2 separate regions of the Capra hircus genome follow, and region 2 is linked to region 1. A link is a contact called in public Hi-C data. All regions are on one chromosome and are shown on one strand. The core of a region is the stretch at or near the end of the contact, and the rest is flanking DNA. Distances in the headings are between cores, read along the strand shown.

Region 1 (3,707 bases), core at 579-3,078:
ACAAAGAGCAAAACTTATTGGCCACTCATGGGCAAATTCACCTGGTGTTACATTGTATCTACAGATTACTTAAAGCACACTGTAAATTGTGTGTAGGTTATATGCAAACATTATGCTATTTTCTATCAAGGACTTGAACATCTGTGGACTCTGAGTTGGGAAATTCTTAAACCAGTTCCCTGTGGATAATGAGGGATGACTGTGAGCACTTGGTGAATGTTAGCCTAACTCCAAAAGCCTTCGAGGTATTCAAAGCACTTGGATTTCCCCATCCACACTTGCTTTTCATACAGGCCTCAAAGGGGGTGCCTGTGATTATCCATATTTGAACTTTCAGTGATCTTCCAGCTATTTGGGGGCAGGGCCTGGATTTTTCTTCCCCTTATCACTGGATTCTGTTTTAAGCTCCAGCAATCCCTAGATTAGCTTCCTTTAATTTTGGCAATAGATTTGGTTTTGGATCTTCGCTATGCTTGCTTTTTGGCAAGTTACTTAGCTACATGACATCCTTACTCTCGCTGGTAAAATGAGAGTAATCCTGCTAGATTTGTTGTAAAGATTAACTCATCAGCATAAAGGGCCTTACTCTTGCCTGGCCCTAAGAGGCCTGTGTATGGAAAATACTGTTCAGGCTCAGAGTATGGGAAGGAGAAGGTTCAAAGGCTGTAGTTTACTGTCTCTGCTTTCCCAGCCAAAGACTCAGGTGAAGAACCCTTACCAGAAGTGACAGGAAAGGTCTATGCCTGAGACAGCAAGCCTGAGGAACTAACCAAAACCTTCAAAAGGTCAAATTCACTCATCTAGGGAGAGACGAAGCCCTGGCTGCTTTGCTGAGAAACATGGCTCTTTCATGAGCTGAACCATCTTGGTATAGTGAGGCCTGGAAGCTGGTAAAAGACCATGGGCTCTAGCAGAAAAAATGCCTTAAGCACAGATCTGGGTTTCCAGCACCAACAGGTGGAAATTCTTCTGCGTTAGCCTTTCAGCAGAAGCCAGACGCCCCCCTCCCCAGATCAAGTTCTCCCCCTGCTGGCAGCACTGAGCCACTGCACCATGCCAGGCGGTAGGTTCCTCCTTTGGTTGACCCCATACCCATACTGCTCATTCCTTGCCTCTGCAGGTGGTCATAATTGCTTATGGAACTCAAGGCAGGTTTTGCATCACAGTGTGAGTGGGGCTCAACTGTCTACTGTTTAGCCTTGTTACTCTAGGCTGACTGTAGGTCACTAACGAGTGGGAGAGTTTTCTTTCACACGGATGGGATGAGGAGTAAAGGCAAAAAGTACCTTCACAAAAAAACACCCCATAGACAAGGGCATGCTCAAGGTGCTTTCAACTCCATCAGTTTGGAGAACCACCTATTAACCATCTGATTGCACACTCACTGAGTTCCACAGCCTGTGGGATCTTTCCTTCCCTCCATCACATCTTAGCCCAGACCCAAACTCAGCAGGAAGAGGAGACCTAAAGAGCTGTTGTGGATTCCCCCGCCCCCGAGACAAAAAAAAAAAATCTCCAATCAGTACTCAACATTTTAAGACTGAAATTGCCAAGAGGGCCACTTTTCATGTTACAGATTATTACAACACTTATCACTTGTCAGAGGTCCTCAGAAATTCCAAGATTTTCAAGGGGGAGGGGAGGGACATTCAGTCTTAAGTGGGCTTATTCACAAACCAGATCCCCATTTTTCAGTGACTGATGGTCCTTGAACACGGCAGTACACTGAACTGGGCCTCCAGTGAGGGGCAGCGAACATAACCATCAAGTCCGACTAAGCCCCCCACAGCCCTGCCCAGGGGAGATGGCCAGTCAGGCGGGTGCCCCTTCCAGGGGCTGACTCAGCACACCTGCCCTGGGATGATGGGTGGGGAGGGCTTCTGACCGGGACAAATACTCTAGGCGGCCCTTTAAAAATGAGAAATTACTTGTAGAAAGTATTAAAAACCGTTAAGAAAGATCATCTGAAACAAGCATTAACGAATAGGACAAGATCAAAAGGTGAGTTCTCTCTTTTTACTGGTTTATAATAATCTTAAAAACCCCACCCCCCCCATAAACCGCCACAGGTGAGAGGATGAGGGAGACGGAGAATGAACGCTACAGTATGCGGACGGCAGGAGACCCAGATTATTCTCTAGGGGCAGCGTGGAATGGAGGCTGGGGTGTGGGAGGAGGCCCTGGCGTGGACCCTTATTGCTGGTTGGGGGTTGGCTGGCAGAGGGGAAGAGGGGCTCAGGGTGAACTAGGAAACATCTCCCACCAAAAGTGAGGGTAGTGGGGGGCGGGGGGTCACAGTACATTTTCCATGCAGACTAGGGGTGGGAGTGAGAGCTTCAGATGCACCCCTACACAGGAAGAGATGGGTTTGAGGTTTGATTTTTAAGCCCCCAAGTTGGTGTCTGGTCCAATTTCCTAAAATGGCAGCTCACCTTTTGGGGAGAGAGGCATTGGAAGAAAATTACAGCAAAAATATCTGGTTTAGAGATCAAGCAGGGGATAAGCTGAGACAGTGGTGTCCTTTCAGAGAATTTAACTCAAGAGAAGCAAGAACTGGAAGGGGCCCCTGGGTGAGATGGTGGCCAACACACTGGGAGAAGGCATCACACCAGAAGCTGCTGGCGCTCCTGGGGGCTCAGGACAGGAAGGTACCAGTGTCTACAGACGGCAGCAAAACAATGGGGAACAATAAATTAGGGCTTTCCTGTTGCTATCATTTGGCATAACACAATCAGGCATTATTTTTCCTTGTTTTTTCTTTTTAAATATAAGGCAACTTGCCAACACATAATTTAAAAACTGGTCTTCAGTCACATTGCTTCAGATCACTAGAGAATTTCTGGCTAAAGAACAGTGGATAGTACAGTAAACAAAACCAAGAATCTTAAATAACATCAGCTCACATTCCCCAGAGACAAGATGAAAGGGTAGGACTTATATGGTTTAAAGGAAAAAAAAAAAAACCCCCCGCCCAACTATGTATCTTTAACAGGAGGGTGCAAACCATTACAACAAAACATAACCTAAGTTACAGAAAAGTTAAAAATTTCTAGCCAACTAACTGTCACCTGGGAAAGACACTGAGCGTGGAGTGGGTGAGGGAAGGGCGAGGGGCAGGAGGGGCTGTTTCCAATAGAGGCCCATCTCCAGCTGTTGGAACCATGCTCATTTGGTAAAGGAGAAGTCAAAGAGCTTAAGGCTTTGAGTTTTTTTTCCTTCATTAAACTGAGGGGCTGCGGAAGGTGACTAGACAGTGAATGTACCTGTGGGGCCGCTCACACACATTGCTACTCAAACCCACGCTACATTCATACAGAAACAGGACGTTTAAAACTTACAGTGTAGAGCAATATTCTTAGCCAGTGTAGAGAACCAAATGCAGTTTAACTTTTTTTTCAGTGTTTTTAATTCCAAACTCCAATGTGATCATCCTATACCTACTACCTAATTCCTCAAGACAGACTGGCTTTTTGTTTTGTTTGTGAGGGGGGAGTGGGGCGTGACGGCAGCAGGTGACTCAGGAGACAAACAGTGAGGAAGGTCTTGGATAAGCCAGATGTCCTGGCATTGCTCTAGGGAAGGCAAGGGAGTTAGGAACCAAGGTATCAATACAAAGACAGGTTCCCCGGCCCGCTGCCCCCGCAATGTCCCAAGGCCACGGCCACATGCTTGCAGGATGCCCTTGAGGAGTGTGGCAAGGACGAGTG
Region 2 (3,986 bases), core at 613-3,112, 75 kb after region 1:
CCCAGCACCCTTCGTGGGCCTTATCCTGAGAGGTGCTCAGAGAAACCCTGACACTGAAGAGATGCCCTGCAGACAACGAGCAGTGTGTGCTTATGTTCTCAACACGTTCCCTTACACACTGTAAGCCTGTTGGCCCCACGAGCAAGCACACGAGGTGAGCAACGAACTCAGGTGTGGTGGGTCCTAGCAATGGCTTCCCTGGGGGCTTTGTCACCATCCATCAGTCTCCAAAAGATGACTGCCTGCCAATGTTATAACAGAGAAACTGAAGCTCCAGGAGGAAACTCAGGGCCCTGGGTCACACAGTAGTCAGGAAAACAGGCAGGACAGCAACCCCACTCTCCAAATTCTAGATCCCTGACTCCAGGCCCAAAGCTGCTATGAATGAGGTTGATTTCGTGTGTGCATCTGTGGGGCCTTTCAGACGCAGTGGAATCAGACCTGAGCTTTGCCATTTACCTACTAAGCACATGGCTTGCTTCGTCTCTCAGGATGAGCTTCAGCCTCCTCGTCTCTAAACTGGGGCCTACCTTGGGAAGACTCAGTGAAAGAGTGTGTGGGAAGCTCCCCATGAAGCCAGGATTCCCTCCCGGCTTCTGCTTCCTCAGATCCTCCCACCCGTCCCACCCCTCGTTTAGCCTCTTCCACACCTGCTCTTGGTCACCTCCAACCCACCAACATTCCTCTCTCCTTTCTTTGACCTCCTGTGGTTCCTGAAGTGGGCCCTCGCATGGAGCTCACTGCCCTGGACTCACAGTCCAGGCCATCTGCCGCTTGAACCAGAACCTCAGCCTGTACTGTTCAGGGGTCGTGCCTGAGAAGTCTTAACTTTCCTCCCTGACCACCAGCCCAGGACTGACGCAGAGCCAGAGGGCAAAGTGTGGCATTGGATCCGTCAGAGCCCAGGCTCCTTCACAACCTACCAAGTGGGCCTGGGCCCCGCCCAACTCGTGGAAACTTGCCTTCCTTAGTAAGAAAGAAAGAAAGAAAGAGAGAAAGTGAAGTCGCTCAGTCATGCTTGACTCTTTGCGATCCCATGGATAGTAGCCTGCACCAAGCTCCTCCATCCATGGGATTTTCAAGGCAAGAGTACTGGAGTGGGTCTCCATTTCCTTCTCCAGGGAATCTTCCCAACCCAGGGATCGAACCCAGGTCTCTCACATTGTAGACGGACGCTTTACCGTCTGAGCCACCAGGGAAAACAGGCTTAGAAATGCCATCTTTTTCCTGACTGTAGTACAGGTGAAATGAGACATAAAGATGAAAATTTGTAACCTGGAGCCTGCCTCATCGGTAACAGGAGATCAGCAAACGCCAGTCTCCTTCCCTTCAGGCTTTGCATGGCTTTTCCTGCTTATCCTCCCCAGGGGGGCATGTTTAGCTGAGGCCTGCGTGCTCACTCACATACCTGCCAGGTATGCATGGGAGCTCACACCTGCCCAGGCTCACATTGAGGCAGAAATAGAAACTTCCTAGCCCACGCCTCCCTAGCTCTGTTCATTAGCTCCCAGTTCTCTTGGTCAGTGGGAGGCCCCATGTCCAGACTCAGGCCATGCCCACTTCTGTCTCCTGGTACCGTCCTGAAGGTGGCTGTTAGGTGGGGAAGCATCTCCAGGGAGCCTGGGTGTTCCTCCCTTCTCAAATCCTTCCCGCCATCAGCCTGGCCCCTGCCTCCCTCCCTCCCTGCCAGGACAACCTCTCTGCTTCACAGCTGCTGTGAAAGAGATAGGCAGCCCGGATTATCAGGCCAGAGGAGGCTCCCCATGGCAGCCCCCATCTCCACCCTGGCAAAGGTTCCAGGGCTTAACCCCCTCTGTGCTGGGCCCTCACCCCGACTGAGTCTGGTTCCAGACTCTGGGGACAAGGCCTGGTTCTCCTCACTCGGGCAGGCATGATGACTCACCCTTCCCCCCTCCCCCTATCATTGCCCGTTTCATGTCTCCAGCATCCTTCAAGCCTCTTTCAGCAAGACCCCTGTCTTTTCCCAGGCCCCTCTGGTCGTCTTCTCTGGCTAGCCAACTTCTCTGACACGAAGGCTAAACAGGACCATCTCCTGGTTAGGGCCTGGTGCAGTTCACCCAGGCCTCCCTTTTCTGAAAGTCAGCAGGAAGTAGTGAAAAGAGAACAGGAGCCTCAGAGTCTGGGAGTCTGGCTTCCAGTTCTGGTTCTAGCTCAGACCCTGTGTGACCTCAGGCAAGTTTCTCCACATCCATGCCCCTTGGTGATTTCATATAACGGAGGGCAGTAGCTCTTTTCACAGGGTTGACTCAGGGATTACATGAGAAAGACACACATATCACTTTAATAATCAGTTGGAAAACAAATTAAAATCTGAAGAAAGAAATGCCTGCAAGAGGGCTTTATAAGCCAGCTACCAAGCAAAGGATACCAGCTCCTACATGCTAAGTGCTCATAAAGTGCCATACTTGATGCGAACGTGAGCGCTATCATTCAGTCCTTATAACATCCCCACTACAGATGGCCCCAGGGCTTCCCAGGTGCCTCAATAGAAAAGAATCCAACAATAACAACAACAAAGTAAAGAATCCATCTGCCAATGCAGGAGATGGGAGAGTCACAGGAGATTTCTATTCCTGGGTCAAGAAGATCCCATGGAATAGGAAATGGCAACCCACTCCAGTATTCTCGCCTGGAGAATCCCAAGAACAGAGGAGCCTGGCGGGGGTACAGTTCATGGGGTCACAAAGAGTCGGACATGACTCAACATGTGTGCACGACACATAGGTGGCCTCGCGCTCAATTCTGAACCTCTTCTCTTTACACCTACACTCATGCCTTCGTTGAGCTCATCTTGTCTCACAGCTTTAAATACTGTCTACACACTGAATGACTCCCTAAGTCCTGTGTCCAAGCCAAGCCTCTCCCAGACACTAATGGGTAAAGTGAATCTCCTACTTGGCAAATTTCTCTAATAGGTACCTCAGACTTAACATGTTCAAAATCGAGGTCCTGATTCCACTTCAGTTCTGTTCCTTCAACTATTTCTCCCATTTCAGTAAATAACAGCTCCATTCTAGACCAGTCAAAAAACCTTGGAGGCAATTTATTCTTTTTTTTTTTTAATTTCTAAAAACACTTTATTGAGGTGTAACTGACCATAAACTGCACTCATTAAAAACGCACACTGTGGGACTTCCCTGGTGGTCTAGCATTGAGACTCTGACTTCCACTGCAGGGGACACAGATTCAATCCCTCATCAGGGAGCTAAGACTTCACATGCCATGCTGGGCAGCCAAAAAAAAAAAAGCATAATTTGATAAGTTTGGGCATATGTATACACCCACTGAGACAATTTATTCTTGAATTAACTGTTTTATTGAAGTACAACATATATTTTTAAAAAATGCGCAACTCATAAGTGAATTATCACAAAGTGAACACACCCATGCAACAAACATCCAGGTCAAGAAACAGCACGTTGCCAGGAGCCTCCGGTGTCCTCTCTCTGTTACTCCCCTCTTTCTCTCCAAAGGTGACTTCTATCCTGACTTCTAATGCTATAGATTAGCTTTGCCTGCTTTTTTGGATGTTGTACGATGGGATGAATCCTAATCACCTGCCCACTAGGGAACTCCCAGTATTCTTGTACATATATGTATGCATATATCTGCTGCGGTTGGAATGGTTGGGTCAAAGGGCATGCTTATGTTCAGGGGTGTGTGTGTGTGTTCAACTCTGCGATCCCATGGACTGTAGCCTGCCAGGCTCCTCTGCCCATGGAATTTTCCAGGCAAGTGTAGGTACTATGGCGGCTCAGTGGTGAAAAATCTGCCTGCCAATGAAGGAGATGCAGGAGACTTGGATCCCTGAGTCAGGAACATCCCCTGGAGAAAGCACACGGCAACCCACTCCCGTATTCTTGCCTGGAGAATCCCAAGGACAGAGAAGCCTGGTGAGCTGCAGTCCACGGGGTTGCAAGGAGTCGGACACAAATGAGCTCACGCACATGCACCTGTACTATCTT

What was found. A called contact is a pair of places that touch in the nucleus more often than the background predicts.
Region 2: a Hi-C map of liver shows a contact between it and region 1, with 2.4 times the contacts expected there. The contact joins two enhancer-like sites. A contact is called at or near these places in 3 of 5 Hi-C or Micro-C datasets (blood and liver).

What each region holds. Positions count from the first base shown.
Region 1 is chr19:19,998,968-20,002,674 of ARS1.2, forward strand. FAM222B (protein FAM222B) reads right to left here. Exons shown (of 3, transcript XM_018064321.1): 3 at 1,997-3,707. Among named protein-coding and RNA genes, the nearest start is that of TRAF4, 8.5 kb to the left of the region's middle. Within about 2 kb of position 1,829, at least 1 of the 5 cell types and tissues checked has an H3K27ac peak or open chromatin away from gene starts, as enhancers often do.
Region 2 is chr19:20,073,474-20,077,459 of ARS1.2, forward strand. No RefSeq gene overlaps it. Among named protein-coding and RNA genes, the nearest start is that of MIR144, 7.4 kb to the left of the region's middle. Within about 2 kb of position 1,863, at least 1 of the 5 cell types and tissues checked has an H3K27ac peak or open chromatin away from gene starts, as enhancers often do.